2 separate regions of the Ovis aries genome follow, and region 2 is linked to region 1. Evidence: chromatin contacts called from public Hi-C data. All regions are on one chromosome and are shown on one strand. The core of a region is the stretch at or near the end of the contact, and the rest is flanking DNA. Distances in the headings are between cores, read along the strand shown. Region 1 holds the start of FZD8 (frizzled class receptor 8). Region 2 has its middle 35 kb from the start of OPTN.

Region 1 (4,185 bases), core at 1,619-4,118:
TGGGCTATTCAGTAACCAGACATCTGTTCAGAAATCCCTCTAGAAAGTTCCCTACATTATTTATGTCACTACTAAAGCTATTTCCCCTCCCTTAAAAAGCAGCTGCTTTACATACAAAAGAAAAATCATTATTTAGCCAGGATGTTGATAAATGATCCTAGTTTCTTTTTGCTGACCCGTCATTGCCTTTTATACACTAATTGGCTTTCTAAGCCTCTTGTGCTCTTAAAGATTGCCAACTAGCCATTTAATTTAATAGTAAAATTTAAATGCTATTCTTCTATTCTCTCAATTAAAAGTAAGCATTTAATGATTTTATGTAAATGGGTTTAATCTCACACTCAATAGCTGATAAATGATTTTTGAAAGCTCTGAACTTTTTGTCTGCTTTTCTCCAGCAAGCTTAATATATTTTCCCCAAATTTCCACATTCCACATCATCAGAGCTTTCATCTTGTCTCAAAAGGAAAAAAAATTTTTTAATGCCAATTAAAAGCCAAAATCAACTATTTGCAGCTTCAACTTTCAAATGTCAGTTTGTTTTTACCCAATTCAAGTAAATTTATATAGTGTAATTCTAAACTCCACTATTTGACATTTCCTGCTGAAGAAAATCATAAGAAACTCTCTGTGTTGCTTTTGGAAGCAAGCGCCTCCTATCTGTGGTCAGGGACAGGCAGGGCCCAGGCTGTTCCTTAAACTGGCGGGGGCGGGGCGGGAGGGGGGACGGGGCTGGGGGGGGGGCGGGGGGACGGGGCTGGGGGGGCGGGGGGACGGGCTGGGGGTTGCCTTACTACTGTGCTTTAGCATCCTATCTCCAGGTGTCACCTGCTGTTTCTCTGCAGCTGAATGTTCTGGAGCATGGCTATCACTGAACAGGATTCCAGCAGGAGAGAGGTGACATTCTGTGTTCCACATGCCACAAAGGGAATTCCCATCAGGAGAAAGGAACGAAATTCATTTTTAAAAGACCAAGTAACAGTTGAGTCTTTGCATTTTTGAAAACTCGAGATCATTTTCTGCTGAATCAGCCAATCTTTCTGAAGCCTCAGAATTTCTGATTCCTATGCAGTTTAGCTTTTCTAAAACAAAAAATGCGAAGGAAGTGTTTTGTTTTGGTATAATAAAGAGATTCTAAACAGACCAGTTTAAAAGAAAAAAGACAATGGGGTTTTGACTACAGCCTAGTGGCTCTGCCTAGAATTCTTGGTGAAAATACCGAACTTGCCAAAAATTAGGGGTGGGGCTGGGGTGGGGGGGGTGGGAGATTCTATCTTTCTAATTAGAATGCGGTTGCTAAACTAAGCTAGAGAGAACAGAAGAGACATAGGGTCCTGCCATACACAGATGCTGCTAGTTATTTTTGTTTCACGACAAGAGTTGTTTGTAAACAGATAATTACCAACTACCACCACCACCGCATCCTCCTCCCCTCACTCCCAACCCAATAAAAAAGGCCTGGCCTCAAACGAGCTTTTAGCTCTACCTCTCCTTCGTATCCGTATCCTATCGTCCCCGTATCCTCAATAACTTTAGTTTTCTAGCCGGAGAGGGAGAAGGGAGAGGCGAGAGGAAAAGGAGGAGAGAGAGAGACAGACGTCTGCTGCCACCCTCCTGGCTAACTGAAATGCTTGTTCCCGAGATTACAGTAATTACAGCCCCAGCGTGAGTTCCATACAAGCGCTAAATGAAACAGCACATCAATTAAAAAATAAACACTCCATTCTCGGAGAAAGACAACCCCCTGGGACGTCCTAACAAGCGTAAATGAACCTGCCAGGCCTCCCGCCCCTCGGGCCCCTCCCCGTCTAAGGTAGCTACGAGCTGGCGGGGGCCTCGCTCCTTGGCCGCGTCCCCAGCCGCTCGGCCCCGGGAACACCGCGGAGACGTGTCCGCGCGTTCGCGCCAGGGCCCGGCGCCGCCTCCCACCGGGAGGAGGAGGCTCTGGCAAAAACATGTCAACTTTGGAGAGACGCACATACGTTCCAAAAGCGCGAGGCTAAGAGGGAGAATCCAGCCACAGAGTTTCCAGTCTGTCCTATAAGTTTTTCTTTCTCCCTTTCTATTTTTCTTTTTTAAAGAAGAAAGGGAATTATATCTCTTAAGGGAGCGCTTTAAATATGTCCGGATGCTTTATATATCTTATCTAGCCTAATTAGCAGAACCCCCTTTGAGATCTGAACCCCACTCTGCAGGTAAAGAAACTGACGCTGCCTCACGTCCCTCAGCTGAGGCAAGAGGAGACCCCTTTCTTCCCGCCCGCCCGGGTGCACACGCCTCTCGCGCCCGCGCCCTTGCGCTCCCGGGTACCTCTTCCCCGGCTGTCCCCTGTCCAGCCCCATCATCTAGAAATAAACTGCAGTCATGGCACTCCTCTCACATCGCCAAGCTTCCAAGACCATCGTTCTGACAATCCCAAGAAGGGCACCGCTTCCCCGTTCCCCCGCAAAGCCCCCGCGCACGCGTCGGCTGGCTGAGGGGCGCGGAGTCCCCTCGCCAGCAGGTTGCCCACATTCGGGGAGCGTAGGAAGCAGGGGCTTGACTAGTTCGAAACTGGCCTCTGAAAGCGCGCTGTATAAAGAATCCCTCAGTTCCCAAGCGCAGACTCGGGGTGAAGGAACCCCGACCTCAGCCCCACAGGGCGCCTCGGGGACGATCGTGGCAAAACCCGTCTCTGCGGTCAACCCCAAGGTTATCCAAACTCCAGCCGCAGACAGCTCGCACAGCCGAGGGGACAGCCGGGTCCGCCCCAGGAAGGCGGGGCCTGGGGAGCGCGCAGACTCCGCCCCGAGCCCGGGATTGGCGCGCCGGCCGCGGGCGGAGACCGAGTCCGCGCCGTATAAATATTCATGAGCCGGCCTGGGCGTAGCGGGGCCGGAGCGGGAAGTTGGCGAGGGACACTGCTCCCGCCGAGGAGGTGGCGGTGGCGGCGGCGGCGGCGGCGGCGGCGGCGGCGGCGGCGGTGGCGGGGCGCGGGCGCGCCGCTCAGGTGTCTGCTCCGCCTTCCGGCCTGGATTTGCCTCCGTGAGTTCAGCGAGAAGGGGACCACCGACACCTTGCCCCAGTGCCGGCAGGAGCGCGACTTCCACCGGAGGCGGGGCCCGTCATCCCGGCTGCTGACCGACGGACGGACGCCGGGGACTGAGGGCCGTGGCCTCGGTGGAGGCGGGCCTCTAACCCCGGCAGCAGCCGCGCGGCCCTGGGGGCGAGCATGAGCCCCGGGACGCCGAAAGGGGGCTGCAGGGGCTGACCCGGCTCTGAGCGGCCTGGCCCAGCCATCTTGACTGCGCACCGCGGCCCGAGAAGAAACTTGCTGCGCCTCCGCCCTCAGTGCCCGGCAGAGTCACCGGCGCGCGCGGAGAAAGAGACCGAGGGAGGGAGAGATGAGCTGGGGGCTGGCCGCTCTGTCCCGCGAGGGCTGAGCCCGGCGGGAGTGAGCGGGGCAGACGCTGGGACCACGGTGCCCTTCGGCGGCCACCCTCGTCTCCCGCAGCGCCGAGAGGAAGCATCCCGATAAGGGACTAGGCTATTGGCAGAACCCCTCCCGAGAGAGGCAGGAGAGAGCCCGGCGCTCTCGCAGGAGCCCCTGGCGCCCCTCCGCGCGCCGCCCGGAGGGCGAAGGCGAGGGGCCGAGGCGCGCAGCATGGAGTGGGGTTACCTGTTGGAAGTGACCTCTTTGCTGGCCGCCCTGGCGCTGCTGCAGCGCTCGAGCGGTGCGGCGGCCGCCTCAGCCAAGGAACTGGCGTGCCAGGAGATCACCGTGCCGCTGTGCAAGGGCATCGGCTACAACTACACCTATATGCCCAACCAGTTCAACCACGACACGCAGGACGAGGCGGGCCTGGAGGTGCACCAGTTCTGGCCGCTGGTGGAGATCCAGTGCTCGCCCGACCTCAAGTTCTTCCTGTGCAGCATGTACACGCCCATCTGCCTAGAGGACTACAAGAAGCCCCTGCCTCCCTGCCGCTCGGTGTGCGAGCGCGCCAAGGCCGGCTGCGCGCCCCTCATGCGCCAGTACGGCTTCGCCTGGCCTGACCGCATGCGCTGCGACCGGCTGCCCGAGCAGGGCAACCCCGACACGCTGTGCATGGACTACAACCGCACCGACCTCACCACGGCCGCGCCCAGCCCGCCGCGCCGCCCCCCGCCGCCGCCCCCCGGTGAGCAGCCGCCCTCCGGCAGCGG
Region 2 (4,005 bases), core at 783-3,282, 980 kb before region 1:
ACTTTCTAACTGTTTTATCACAACAGTTGTAAGCATGTCATATTTATATATTCATTTATTTATCTCAGAATGATATTAGGTATGTGCTGCTACTCTAACCAAAGAACTTTTACTTTGGCAGCCCTTTACATTTCTATCAAGTAAAAACACTACAGTGAACAGAAAGCCAGATACTCCTCTCACATTTTCCCAGATTTCCAAAAGATTGTAGAGCAGTAGCTCTTTAAATTTGGGGGAGAGGGTCACAAAAATTATCTAAGGTTACTAGAGATCCATATTCCAAAAGAGTTTACATGCGAACATAAACACAAAAGTTTACATAGAATTTTATGTAGTTCACAAATCTCATGAGATAAAGCAATGGGTTTAGGTGAAATGTTATAAAATATTTTAAAGAAAGAAATAGAGAATTATTTATTTAGGATTTATCTTGTATTTCTCAGCCTCTTGTCCAAGAATTGGTATTGTTGATAGACTCCTTATCTGTTACAAATAGTTGCTTCTGCCATTGGTTTGCATTTATAGCTAAGGTCTTTGATATTGACTTCTGAGTTTGTACTCTGTGCTCACAGTTACAGTCCCAGGCTAGAAGTTCTAATTCAAAGTTAGGGACATGACCAACAACTCATCATCATGAACTTTTTGTTCATGAACTTTTGTTCATGATGAACTTTTTGTTCAACTCATTATGAACGTTTTGTTCATTTCAAGTGATTCTGGATATATGCAGTAAATTTATGCATCATAGAATTTACAGAATATGAGATTCTAGTGGTAAAATGATTAGAGATCAGTTAGCATATGTTTGACTTGAGGCAGGAGGATTAACAAGTGATATCCCAAAACATCATGTCTTGATTCCATGATAAACATCTGTCTAATGTGCAAATTGATAGGCAATCAGCCAATGCTAAAAGCTTTAATTTTTTTCTTTACGCACTGAATCTTATTCACCTTTTCTCATTTACTCAAATATTTTTCAGAATGGGAAACTAATCCTTACAAAAGAAGAAAAGTTAATTGAAAAACACTTTCAGGTTTTTTTCTTAAAGTTCATTACACTGAGTCCTCTTCGGCAGGTGTTTCAAAGAAACTGAGAGCAACGTAATACACAATATCTTGCTTAGTTAATACCAAATGCTTATTGGAGATCACTGGTTTACAGAATACCCTATCCAATTTCATCGCAAGGCCCCCTTGCTTATTCAAGGCTCTCCAGGGCAGATTAACAGCATCTGTTATGCACCCTTCAACCCTCAATAACGTCTGTGCTTCAGCTTGGTTTAATGCCACAGAGGCATTCAACCATAGTAACAGGGGAAAGGAGCAAGGAGAAGAGGACGTAAAGGTGAAAGGAGAGGTGGATGCATGAAGGAGGAAAGAAGTGCAGAGAGACAAAAGGAATGAAGATGTGGAAAAAACAGACAAAGTTATTTTTCACACTGCTTGCTTTCTTATATCAATCCCTTTTCCATTTGGCAGGGTTAATTAATTAAATAATTTATGGTAGTTGAGATGTAATAAGATGGTATATGACAGATGTGAAAGGGAGTGGTGGCTACCCCTCCTCACAATACGGCAGGCAGGCTTCTGATGCAGGATGTCAAGCAGTTATGAGCTCTGCTGACTTTCATTTGCTATATTTCTCCCTTCTTTTATTCTTCCCTTATTTGCTGAGCAAGTCCTGTGTTCTTAGCACGGGTATATGATAATTAGAAAGCAGATAAAAACACTTACCTCATGGGACAGATGTTTCTGGTGATGAAATATTGACAGTTAAAATACAAACTCTGATCGATGGTGAAAACTTTATGGAGAAAAAAAATAGAGCAGGGAAAGAAAGACTGAAAGTTTGGGGAGAGGCAGAGATTGCTACCTTATATAAAATAATCAGAATGCTCCATCGGTAAAGTAAAATTTAAGCTCAGCTCTAAGGGAGGTGCTGGAATAAGCCATCAGGACACCTAGGAACAGAGCTACAAGCCAAGAGGCAGTGAGCGCAAAGGCCCTGTGGTGGAACCATCCAAACTGTTTTTGAGGAAAACTAGAGCCAGTATGTTTGAACAGCATGGGCTGGAGAAGAGTATTAGTGGGTGAGCCAAGATCATCAACTGGACTGATTGTCACAAAACCGAATGCAAACCAATTTATAGTTATCCTCTAAGGCGTGCTGCTTATAAGATGGATTCCCAAGTGGCTCAGCAGTAAAGAACCCACCTGCTAATGTAGGAGATATAGGTTTGATCCCCTGGGTTGGGAAGATTCCCTGGGGAAAGAAATGGCAACCCACTCCAGTATTCTTGCTTGGGAAATCCCATGGACAGAGGAGCCTGGTGGGCTATAGTCCATGGAGTTGCAAAGAGCTGAACATGATTGAGTGACTGGGTACACACACAAAGAGGAGAATAGTGAAGAAGCTGCAGATTAAGGAAAATATATGAACCCACATAGACTGACTAAATTGCAATAAGCAAAACAGAGCTTCAGATGGGTCCTAGGTTCAAGCTTGTTGTTCACTAACTGTATAATTATTAACTAAATCACTGATGTCTGAACTATACTGTTGACAGACTTGTGTTGGTTCTGGGGTTTGGGGCTGAGTTGAGGTTTATACAAAGTTGGAAAGAAAGTTTCGGAGTATAAGATCCAAACAGGTCAATAAATGGCATCCCAGGGACAAAAACAGCTAAACTGGGCTGTGGTGACAACAGAAATATCAATATGAAAGTGAAAGTTTTGGACTTCCCTGGCAGTCCGGTGGTTAAGACTAGGTTTCCACTTTAGGGTGTGCAGTTTCTGTCCCTGGTCAGGGGATTAAGATCTCGCATGCCTCATAGTATGGCCAAAATATTAAAAAAAGGAAATAAAATGGAGTTTCAAAGATGAAGTATCAGGACATATTTTTGGTTAATGCAGACCAGAGTTTCAAGGCTGAGAATCGGTTGATGGTGGGAGAGATGGATTGCCTGTGTTTCATCAGTTGTTGGAGCAAAGCAGCAAGAAATTTCACACATTTTCTGAGATCTTAACAATGTTAGGAGGAGTTTGTAAACGAAACTAAGCCATTTTGGAAAACTTGATTTCACTATACTTCAGTTTCTTAAATAAGAATTAAACTCAAGTCCCTTCCAGCTACAAATTTACTAGACTACACTAAATTCTTAGAGTAAATTAATAGATTTACAGTCTTACAAATGAACCATTGCCCAGAGGAAATTGTTTATTCCTTAGAAGTTTCACCATAATCAAATACACGGATTAAAAACCAATTTGTGTGTGTATAACGAGTGCTGCCTAGAATGAAATCAATCTAACAAATAATATTTGAATACCAATTCTAGGAAATAGAAGAAAAAGTAAAATAGTCCATTAATTGGGAGTTTGTAATTTAAATGGTATATTGCACTTTTTAAGAGAAAGAAATGGGCAAATATAGTCTAAAATTTTTGTGTTTATATCTCTAAACATCTAAGATATAGGACATGTAAAAGAGGCACATAGTGTACATGTGTAGTTTAAAGAATGGATACAATGTCACTGGGAATGTGCCAACCTCCTTATGGAGATGATTTAAGAATGCGTTTGCAGCTCCTGGTGGCTCCTTTCCGATTGCACCGCTCTGCCTCATCTCCACTAAAGGTGAGCAATGTACAGAAGTGAACCTGAATAAGAAAGAACGAACATGTACAGCAATTCAAACTGAATTGCCCGTATATAATCTTGTGAAACAGGTACAATTATTACCCCATTTTTAAATGAGGAAACTGAAGAACAGAGGTAGGGCAACTGACTAAGGTCACACAATGAATTAGTAGATCTGGAACCAGAGCTGTTTCAGTTCAGTTCAGTTCAGTCGCTCAGTCGTGTCCGACTCTTTGCGACCCCATGAATCACAGCACGCCAGGCCTCCCTGTCCATCACCATCTCCCGGAGTTCACTCAGATTCATGTCCAGATAGTCAGTGATGCCATCCAGCCATCTCATCCTCTGTCATTCCCTTCTCCT

Evidence for each region. Hi-C and Micro-C count contacts between places; a contact is called where the count stands out from the background.
Region 2: a contact with region 1 is called in a Hi-C map of liver, with 4 times the contacts expected there. The contact joins the enhancer-like site here to the promoter of FZD8 in region 1. A contact is called at or near these places in 7 of 16 Hi-C or Micro-C datasets (hypothalamus, liver, muscle and 3 more).

The regions. Positions count from the first base shown.
Region 1 is chr13:26,153,782-26,157,966 of ARS-UI_Ramb_v3.0, reverse strand. FZD8 (frizzled class receptor 8) reads left to right here and starts at 2,868. Exons shown (of 1, transcript XM_027976634.2): 1 at 2,868-4,185. The coding sequence starts at 3,644.
Region 2 is chr13:27,137,673-27,141,677 of ARS-UI_Ramb_v3.0, reverse strand. No RefSeq gene overlaps it. Among named protein-coding and RNA genes, the nearest start is that of OPTN, 35 kb to the left of the region's middle. Within about 2 kb of position 2,032, at least 1 of the 54 cell types and tissues checked has an H3K27ac peak or open chromatin away from gene starts, as enhancers often do. A contact at or near this core is called in liver, where this site is marked.